Linked DNA regions of Anas platyrhynchos: region 1 is linked to region 2. Evidence: chromatin contacts called from public Hi-C data. All regions are on one chromosome and are shown on one strand. The core of a region is the stretch at or near the end of the contact, and the rest is flanking DNA. Distances in the headings are between cores, read along the strand shown. Region 1 has its middle 29 kb from the start of TMEM275. Region 2 holds the start of NSUN4 (NOP2/Sun RNA methyltransferase 4).

Region 1 (4,243 bases), core at 1,617-4,116, 180 kb after region 2:
GGAGAGGCACTTGTAATGGGAGCAGGATCTTGCAGCTCCATCCTGACTCCAGTGACTCTGGGTCTTGCCGATTCTCTGCCTGTGATGACTCCTGACACCCAAATGATCCATCCAGCTGCTCAGCAGGACTTAAGAATCAATTGGGCATAATTTTCTTATTTTTATCAGACCTCTGTTGTTGGCAGTGCCTCCTATTGCATTTCCATGATGGTGTTGCTGGGACAGACCTGCAGCCTCGGTGGCTGTGTAATGCTGAGATGCTCAGAAGACTCCTGCATGCGGCAATAGAGAAAATAGGTCAGGGACATGGTACTTCTTCCCCCGAAACCAAGCCACAGCTGGAAACACCAGCCCTGACACAGAAAAGCACCCGCATCCAATGCCATTTTTCCACCGAGCTTTATGCTGGGTCCTTGCTGGGTGAGAAGTTTTTTGAGAGAAGGATTAGTTTTTATTAATGATAATAAAATCAGCCATGCCCTTTTCTCCCCAGCTTTCCCCAAATCTCTCCGTGTTCAGCTACCTGCTACTTCAGGGATCCCACAGTCAAACTGTGCTGATAACTCGGGGAAGAGACCTTTCGTATTGAACAAGGTGGGAAAAGCAGCTTCAAGTGTCAGGAATTTCTCCCAGACATTCAGCATCTGTATTTAAATTAAGAGGCTTAAAGCTTTCCTGAACTTTTCCAGGTTTTTAATTTTAGTTTAACTTCAGGAGTGGAGTTTTAGGCCCGGAATATCATATCTGGAGTGCCATCTACTGCGTTGTCCAGGGACTGCTCAGAAATCGTGTTAGTTTGGAGAAGTGCAGCTGTCAGGAGCACTTTGCCTTGAAATCCTGGTGGCTTTGTGCTGGTAGGGATGGGGGAAACACAAATGTGCACTCAGCAATACTGAAAAGAGTATGAATTGAGGTCGGTTTTAACTCATCCAATGTAGATGAGTTAAAGAGAAAAAAGGATTAAATATATATATATAAAAAATAAAATAAAATAAAAAAGGAAAACTGCTTTCTTATGCTTCTTGCATCCTGAAGTTAATATCAAAGTATCAGTGTGAAAAAAGAAAAAAGAAAAAAAAAAGTTATATTAGGAAAGCCTTTCAAAATACTGAAAGCTAAAATGACTCATTAGCTTTCCTTTCAACCTGAAGCTTTTTTATGATTACCAGATATAAAAATAAAATAATAAATAAAATAAAATAAAATAAAATAAAATAAAATAAAATAAAATAAAATAAAATAAAATAAAAAAGTCCAGGTTGTTCTTGTCCTTTGCAAATCTCTCTGGAGAGCAGCTCCCTTCAAAATTCCTCTGGCCAGGTATTTGGGCAGCCAACCTCTTTGGGGTCCAGCCCTGGATGATGCTCTGGGGCAGCAACTCTCAGGCTCATTACATTTGTAGACAGCAGAACCACATCACAAGAAATAGCCATTTACCATGGGGACGGGTGGGATCTACCCAAACAGAATATCCAGCAGATTTTACGGACCTGACCCACAGATGGATGGCTTTGCAGTCTTTCATCCCGCAGTCTGTACCTGCTCAGAGGACAAGCAATATTGGTGAGAAATTGTTCATATCAGGGCAGCGAGCTCCCTCTGCTGCCTAAATCTCTGCAAGAGGCAGGCGAAAACCAGCAGCCCTTTCAGCCCTTTTTTTGCTGCACTGTCTTGGGAAAAGAAAAAAAATATGTATTAAAATATATATATAAAATATATGTATATATATATGTGTATATATATATATGTATATATATATGTGTGTGTGTATATATATATATATATATATATATATAATGTGTTGGCTGGGTCTGGGGGTGTTGTAAAATGCAACCGTGGTAGGACTCGCCGCATCTCCTGAGGCTCAGCCCAGCCCTGGAAAAGTGCTCGCCAGGTTTCCAGCTGGATTTGGGTCACAGCACATTCCTCCACCTGCAGCCAAGCAAAATGTTTACCTTGGTTTGTGTTGTTGTGGCCAAATGTAATTAATTGCAGCAAAAGGCAGATTTCCTGTCTTCTGAATTATTTATTACAGTGAGATGCAGAGTGATTGCAAGGGTTTCTGTTGCTTTCTGGCTTCTGCTAAGGGATTGGTGTAATCCCGGTAAATTCATTAGCATTTATCAGCTCCCTGTTTGTGGCTATCTGGTTCCTTCCCCCTTTCTTGCCCTTCTCCTTCCATGGAGCAAAGATTTATCACTGAATTAAAGCTTGCCGATGAGCGAGGGAGGGAGGATAATTCTATTACTTGCCAGAGCGGTTGAGGGGAGAAATTGTGTGCAATAACCGTGGCTCAGAGCACAGGTTCCAGAAGTCCAAACCTGTGAGATGTCATGGGGAGAAAATAAAAAAGAAAAAAAAGAAAAGAAAAATAAAAGATCATACAGATGAGGAGGGAGACAGGAATCCTCACTGGCTGCCCATGACGAGGATGCTCAGCACCAAAGCCTCTGCACAGCCCTGTGCTGCGTTGTCCCCTCGGTTTGCAGCAGGGTGCTGAGGAGGAGGATGCTCCTGCCTGAAGGGAAGGCTGTGGTCTCACAGGTGCCTTCAGCCAGCCCAAGCCAATTGCCACCTTTTCCCCCATCTTGTCCTTTAACTGGACTGACAGCAGCAGCCAAATTCAAGCTGTGGACAACAATTTTGCTATGGAACTGAAGATAAGGCAAGCATCTCTACACCACGAGCCTAAACTGGCTTGTGCAACATCTATTTCCCCCCAGCATTGTGCAGTGCCAAAAATACACAGCCCAACCCATCTGTGAGTTCTTGGTGCAGAAAAATGAACGTGCATCTCCTTCTCTTTGCAGTTGTATTAATTGCTGGTGACACCTACCAGCCTCATCTGGTAGTGCAGAAAACGAGCACTGCCCCATTTCCTTGTGCTCTGCAAGGAGAGGTGTTTCTTACAAGCCCTGGGTTGCCCCACCAGCTCTGAGCCAGGGCTGAATTTATCTCTGGGGGTCCCTGTTGAGCCCAGGGTCCTTTCCACGACCTTAGCCATCACATCTCACTGCGCAGCAAAGCTCCCCAGCTGCTTTCCAGCATCTCTGCTCTTTTTCTGTGACATTTTGCATCCTGGATAGGGATTTTCGGCGGAGGCTCCTGCTTTTAGTCAAGAGTGGGGAAGGATTCAAGGGCCAAGGGAGGATGATGGGCAATGAATGAGCTCCAGGGCTGGTCTGTGAGCCTAGAAAGCCCCAGATGTCCCCAGATCGGCATTGCTGTTGACTGGTTTGCCTCCAGAAAGTTTCCTCCAGCAGCGTCTGGCTGCTGCATGAGGATTTTGAGGAACGTTCCCCACATGCGTCCTGCTATTAAGGCCACCCCTCACCCACAGGAACCAAAGCTTGGGATCTGCATCAGCCAGCCATCACCCAAACCACAGACCCTTTGCAAACCTCTCGCTTGGTGCACGGGTGTTTTTCTTCTTTTATTAGCCTCCTGTTGCTATGACACAGGATATTTCAGAGCAGGTGCTGGCCCATGCAAAATTCAAGAACAAAAATGCCAGCTTGGGCTCTCCCCCTGTGTTTGCAAATTGTCAAGGCACGGCCTTTATTCTGGAGGCTCTCCCCCTGCTCAGGGAGGTTGGCATAACAGCAGGACGCAATTTGGTTGTGCACCTTCACTGATTGCTGCTGAAAGGCTGAGGGTTATTTATTTATTTTTTTTCCCCAAGGTCTGCTCTTACAGCCTTGGGTATAAATTTCTTTCCATTTATTTGTCAAAGGCTCCGCTCTTGTGCTGTGTTTGGGCTGTCAGCGGTTGCCTTGAACATTTAGGTCAATCACAGATATTATTTCTGTCTCTGGTGCTGGCAGCTTCTTATCCTGGGCCTTCAGCTTTGTGTCTTGCCTATAAATAAAACACCATTCATTCTCAGCAGAGGGGGAAGAAACAGCAATGAGCCCAAAGTGCTGGTTTCCCAGGGAAGGGTGCTCATTTCAGATATCTCGACCCCTTAAAGAAGTATCAAACCCCACATTAAGCATCCCTGTTGCTTTAATAGGAACCTTGGAGAGAATTAGGGGGTTAAAAAACAGGCATTAGAGCTGCAGTGTGCACAAGTGTAGAGCGTGTATTTGCCGTGCATGTTTGGGCACTACATGGCAGGGGCTTGCACCTGGTGAATGAGGGAGGCAAAGCCGGAGCCTGAGGAGTGCAGAAACAACTGCATTTGCTCTGCTCCCTGCAGGTGCTGTTTAACACAAGGCTGATGTTCCCGAAGGCACTGAGCCCC
Region 2 (3,947 bases), core at 787-3,286:
TGCGAGCAGACGGAGAAGTGCGCCAAGGCGAGGGAGCGGCTGGAGCTGTGCGACGCCAGGGTGTCCTCCAGGTCCCAGACGGAGGAGCAGTGCACCGAGGAGCTCTTCGATTTCCTGCACGCCAGGGACCACTGCGTAAGTGCACAGCAGGCCGGCCCTCAGCCAGGCTCCTGAGCGTGAAAGTGTGATGCTGGGTAGCTCTCGAGTCACTCCAAAATCTCCAAAAAGCTGTGAATGTCGGTGCTTTTTCTTATTAAATGTTTCTTCTACTTGCTATAGCAGATCCAGCTTAAATTCTGTAGATTACTAAACAACAATGTCAAACAATGTTTTTGCCATGCAGGTGGCACTTTGCTATCTCAGTGTTGTATTTGCCTTTCCTAATTTAACCCCTTTTCATCTGAGGTGCAGCTTTGTAAGAAATCTCACTAGTTTTCTGGAATGACTTCTTGCAAGAGGGCCCAGAAAACCAAGAGATGGGCGGTAAAACCCTGCTGACTTCCAGCCCTTTTGAAGAGGAACCGTCAGTCACTGTGTGCTTTGTCTTCTCTTTCAGGTTGCTCACAAGCTCTTTACCAAGCTGAAGTGAACACTGGAGCGATTGTCCATCTGCTTCCATAATCTGACAGAAAGCTCTCGTCGGTTCATGGATTCACAGACTGCTTCCTGCCTGTTTATTGTCAATGTGAAGTAAAAGCAGAGCCGCTTTGTGGCAGTGACCAATTGCCAGCATGTCACTGCATCTGTTCTCATGGAAGATGTGCAGCTACAGAAAACCCATGCTGATGTTCTGTAATTTTCCATAATAAACATTCAAAGTTCCTGTGGAAATGCTCTTGGTTTATTTCTTAGTCTCTGGTTCTCACTTGTACTGGTACTGGGTTAAGATAAAATGAGTGGGGGTCAGAGCCCACCTGTGTGTCCATGGGGAGACTTTTCCTCACTTGTGGGAATGTCCTTGTGCAGCCTCAGTGACCGGTGGCTGCTGTGATCGGTAAGAATTTGTTGAAGCCACAAAGACATTTCTGAGCCCCACAAGACCGGTGTTGTTTACTTGGTAAGTTGTGACTAAACCAGTTTTTCCAAAAATGCTGCCTTCCAGAGGAAAAGCATGAAAGGTTGACTTTTTATAGGAAAGAAACATCATTTTTGTAACATTCTTGAACAGCTAAATAGAATTACTTAAAAATTTGAAGTCTTGTTTTTTTTTTTTTTTTTTTTTTTTTTTTTTTTACTTTTTTTTTTTAGACAGCTTTTTTTGTGATTTTTTTTTTTTTTTAGTGCTATTTAATCCCAAAGTTGATACCCGATTCTTACCCTTAGAAAGCTGTGAGGTGAAGCCACTTCTGTTTCATGAGAAACTTTGGGGATATCTGGCAGGTGTCCCCCAGAGGTTGCTAGCAGAGGTTGGAGAAGCCTCTGCTGTGGTCAGCTCTGTGTCTTGTCCCAGTACAACTGATCATGGGGCTGCAGACAGGCAGGGTGGTGGTTCCCCCTATTATTGAGTGCAGGAGCAGGGAATGATGCCTGAGTGGTGCATCGGTGACTTGGGCACTGCTGCACTGCGATGTGGCATCAGCGGTAAGCACCAGCCAGGGGCAGTGGGGTCGCGTTCATAAATTGCAGGATGTCCTGAGCTGGAAGGTACCTGCAAAGATCACTGAGTCCAACTCATAAAATCACGCTGTTTCCCTTCGGGGTAGGATATTTAGGAGCAGGGAAAGAACAGCAATGTTTAGCTGTGCAGCAAATGCTTCCGCAGCTCTCACAACATCACCTCCAAAATGCATCACCCCTTTTCTGACGGATCCCGAGCTCAGCCCCTAACGCACCCAAACAGAGCTTAACCCCAGCACCACCCCAACCCTAGCACAACTTTATTCCCTCTCCATTTTCCCAGTGGTGCAAGATTTGCTAACATGTGGCCGTCCCCCGGCTGCGGGGGGGGCTCCCCCATCCCATTGCCGCCCCCGTGCGGCTGCGGCCGCCTCCCGGGGCTCCGCCCGCCCGCTGCCGGTACCGGGCCCGCCCCGGAAGGTGCCCGTGGGTTGTGGGGGGGGTCTCGGGGCCATGGCTGTGGGGGGGCGGCCGCTACTGCCGCTGCTGCGATGGGGTTTGGGGGCCCCGGGGCTGGGCGCGGCGCCCCGGCGGCACCGCCACAAGGAGAAGTGGGTGAGGGCGCCGCCGCTCCCCGGGCACCGTGTAGTTTGGCTTTCCCCCCCCCTCAGCCCTCCCGCACCCCCTTTTATCCCTGCTGCACCCCTTTATCTTCCTTCCTCCCCACCCTTCTGCATGCTCGCCCTCTTCCCTGCAGCCCATCCCCTCCTTGCATGGCGGCGGAGAGACCACCGAGTGAAGCGCAGTGGCTGGAGGTCACCGTGATGTTGGGGATTTTGTCTCTTGGAGATTTTGTCTCTTCACACACACCCCAAAATTTTCTTCCCCAGGCTGCCACGGCGCCCCGCATCCCCGCCACGCGGCTGGCGCTGCACCACTTCGACACCAGCTACGGCCTGCAGCTGGGCGAGCGCTGGCCGGCCGTGCGCGCCGCGCTGCTGTGCGAGCAGAAGTATGGTGCCCTGCTCAACAGCTTCGCCTCTGCCGAACACGTCGCCCAGGAGCTGGAGCTGCACAACGCCACCGATTTCGTTTCCGAAGCTGCCAGGAAGGCGCAGAGTTTGCTGCAGGGCTCAGAAGTGGGAGCGGAGAAGGGGGAGAGCGTGTCCCCGGAGGGGCATGGTGGAGGCAGGACGGTGACACCGGCAGGGACATCGCCACCGCCTGCCCCCATCGGCTCCAACATCAAGTGCTACACCTTCCCCAGGGGGGACATCACGCGCTTTCGTCCTGCTTGGTGAGGTGGTTTTCCTGTTTTCTTTGCACTGATATCAACCAGATGTAGCACATGAGATACAACTAGCTAAAGAAGTTGCATTTTTGAAAAAAAAAAAACAGTTCTAGTTGGCTTTGAGAGGTGCCAGACTATCCCCAGCTAGGCCTTTAATAATATTTCATTGACCGTTCCTAGGACAAACCAGAGTTGCCATTGCCACTGTCGGGGTGTTAGCACCAGCTTCTTTTCTACGTGCCCCTCTTAACCTCCAGTTGTTTTGTTCCCTCACACGCTTGCTTTTCTGTAATGGTGGTTTCCAGGCCAGACTCTCTGGGGCTCCTCAGCTACTATCTGATGGACGCAGCATCCCTCCTGCCCGTTTTGGCCCTCAACGTGCAGCCAGATGACTTCGTCCTTGATCTCTGTGCAGCTCCAGGTGGCAAGACTCTGGCTCTGCTGCAGACTGGGGCTTGTGGTAAGCGAAGGGGCTGTTGAGTAAAACTGGGATGGGAAAGCGTGCTGCGGTACGTGGCGCTGCCTGTCTGCATGTTAATCTTTTGTGGTTATAAGAGTTGGGAATTGTGTGTGTTTTTTTCCAGAGTGAATTTCTCAGCATGCTGTTTTCTCCTCTCGCCCCAGGGCATCTGGCAGCCAACGACGTCTCCATTTCCCGCACAAAGAGATTGTACCAGATTCTCAGTAGCTACGTTCCCAAAAATGTCAGGGAAGCCGTGAGTGTCACGTCGTACGACGGAAGGGACTGGGCAGAGCTGGAAGGTGGGACTTTCCATAAGGTAAGTGACTGAAAACTGGTGAAGATAAGCCCAACTATTTCAGTTTCCTCCTGTTTCAGAGGAAGACAGCAGCTCATCCAACAGTATAATTGTATAGTCTTGCACAGCCTGAAATGCTGAGACTAAGCCACATATAGAGTAGTATTTCCTCTAGCTATACCCTTTCTGCAGCATCTGGTGAGTATGGGCATCCTGAGCTGTACCTTTATCTGTCTGTATGATTGCCCGTAAATATCCCATCCTAATTCTTCACTTGCAAGGGGTTAGATATGAAACTTAGATGGTTGCTTTTTGTTTCTTAACCCGTACCCATTCCCCTG

The links. Hi-C and Micro-C count contacts between places; a contact is called where the count stands out from the background.
Region 1: a Hi-C map of F1 follicle shows a contact between it and region 2, with 2.2 times the contacts expected there. The contact joins the enhancer-like site here to the promoter of NSUN4 in region 2. A contact is called at or near these places in 2 of 8 Hi-C or Micro-C datasets (F1 follicle and subcutaneous adipose tissue).

What each region holds. Positions count from the first base shown.
Region 1 is chr8:30,539,570-30,543,812 of IASCAAS_PekinDuck_T2T, forward strand. No RefSeq gene overlaps it. Among named protein-coding and RNA genes, the nearest start is that of TMEM275, 29 kb to the right of the region's middle. Within about 2 kb of position 2,867, at least 1 of the 8 cell types and tissues checked has an H3K27ac peak or open chromatin away from gene starts, as enhancers often do. A contact at or near this core is called in F1 follicle, where this site is marked.
Region 2 is chr8:30,360,092-30,364,038 of IASCAAS_PekinDuck_T2T, forward strand. It overlaps NSUN4 (NOP2/Sun RNA methyltransferase 4), which reads left to right and starts at 2,037. Exons shown (of 6, transcript XM_027463273.3): 1 at 2,037-2,172; 2 at 2,448-2,854; 3 at 3,154-3,308; 4 at 3,473-3,627. The coding sequence starts at 2,071. It overlaps UQCRH (ubiquinol-cytochrome c reductase hinge protein), which reads left to right. Exons shown (of 6, transcript XM_005027362.6): 3 at 1-135; 4 at 557-586; 5 at 589-778; 6 at 781-831. The coding sequence ends at 806.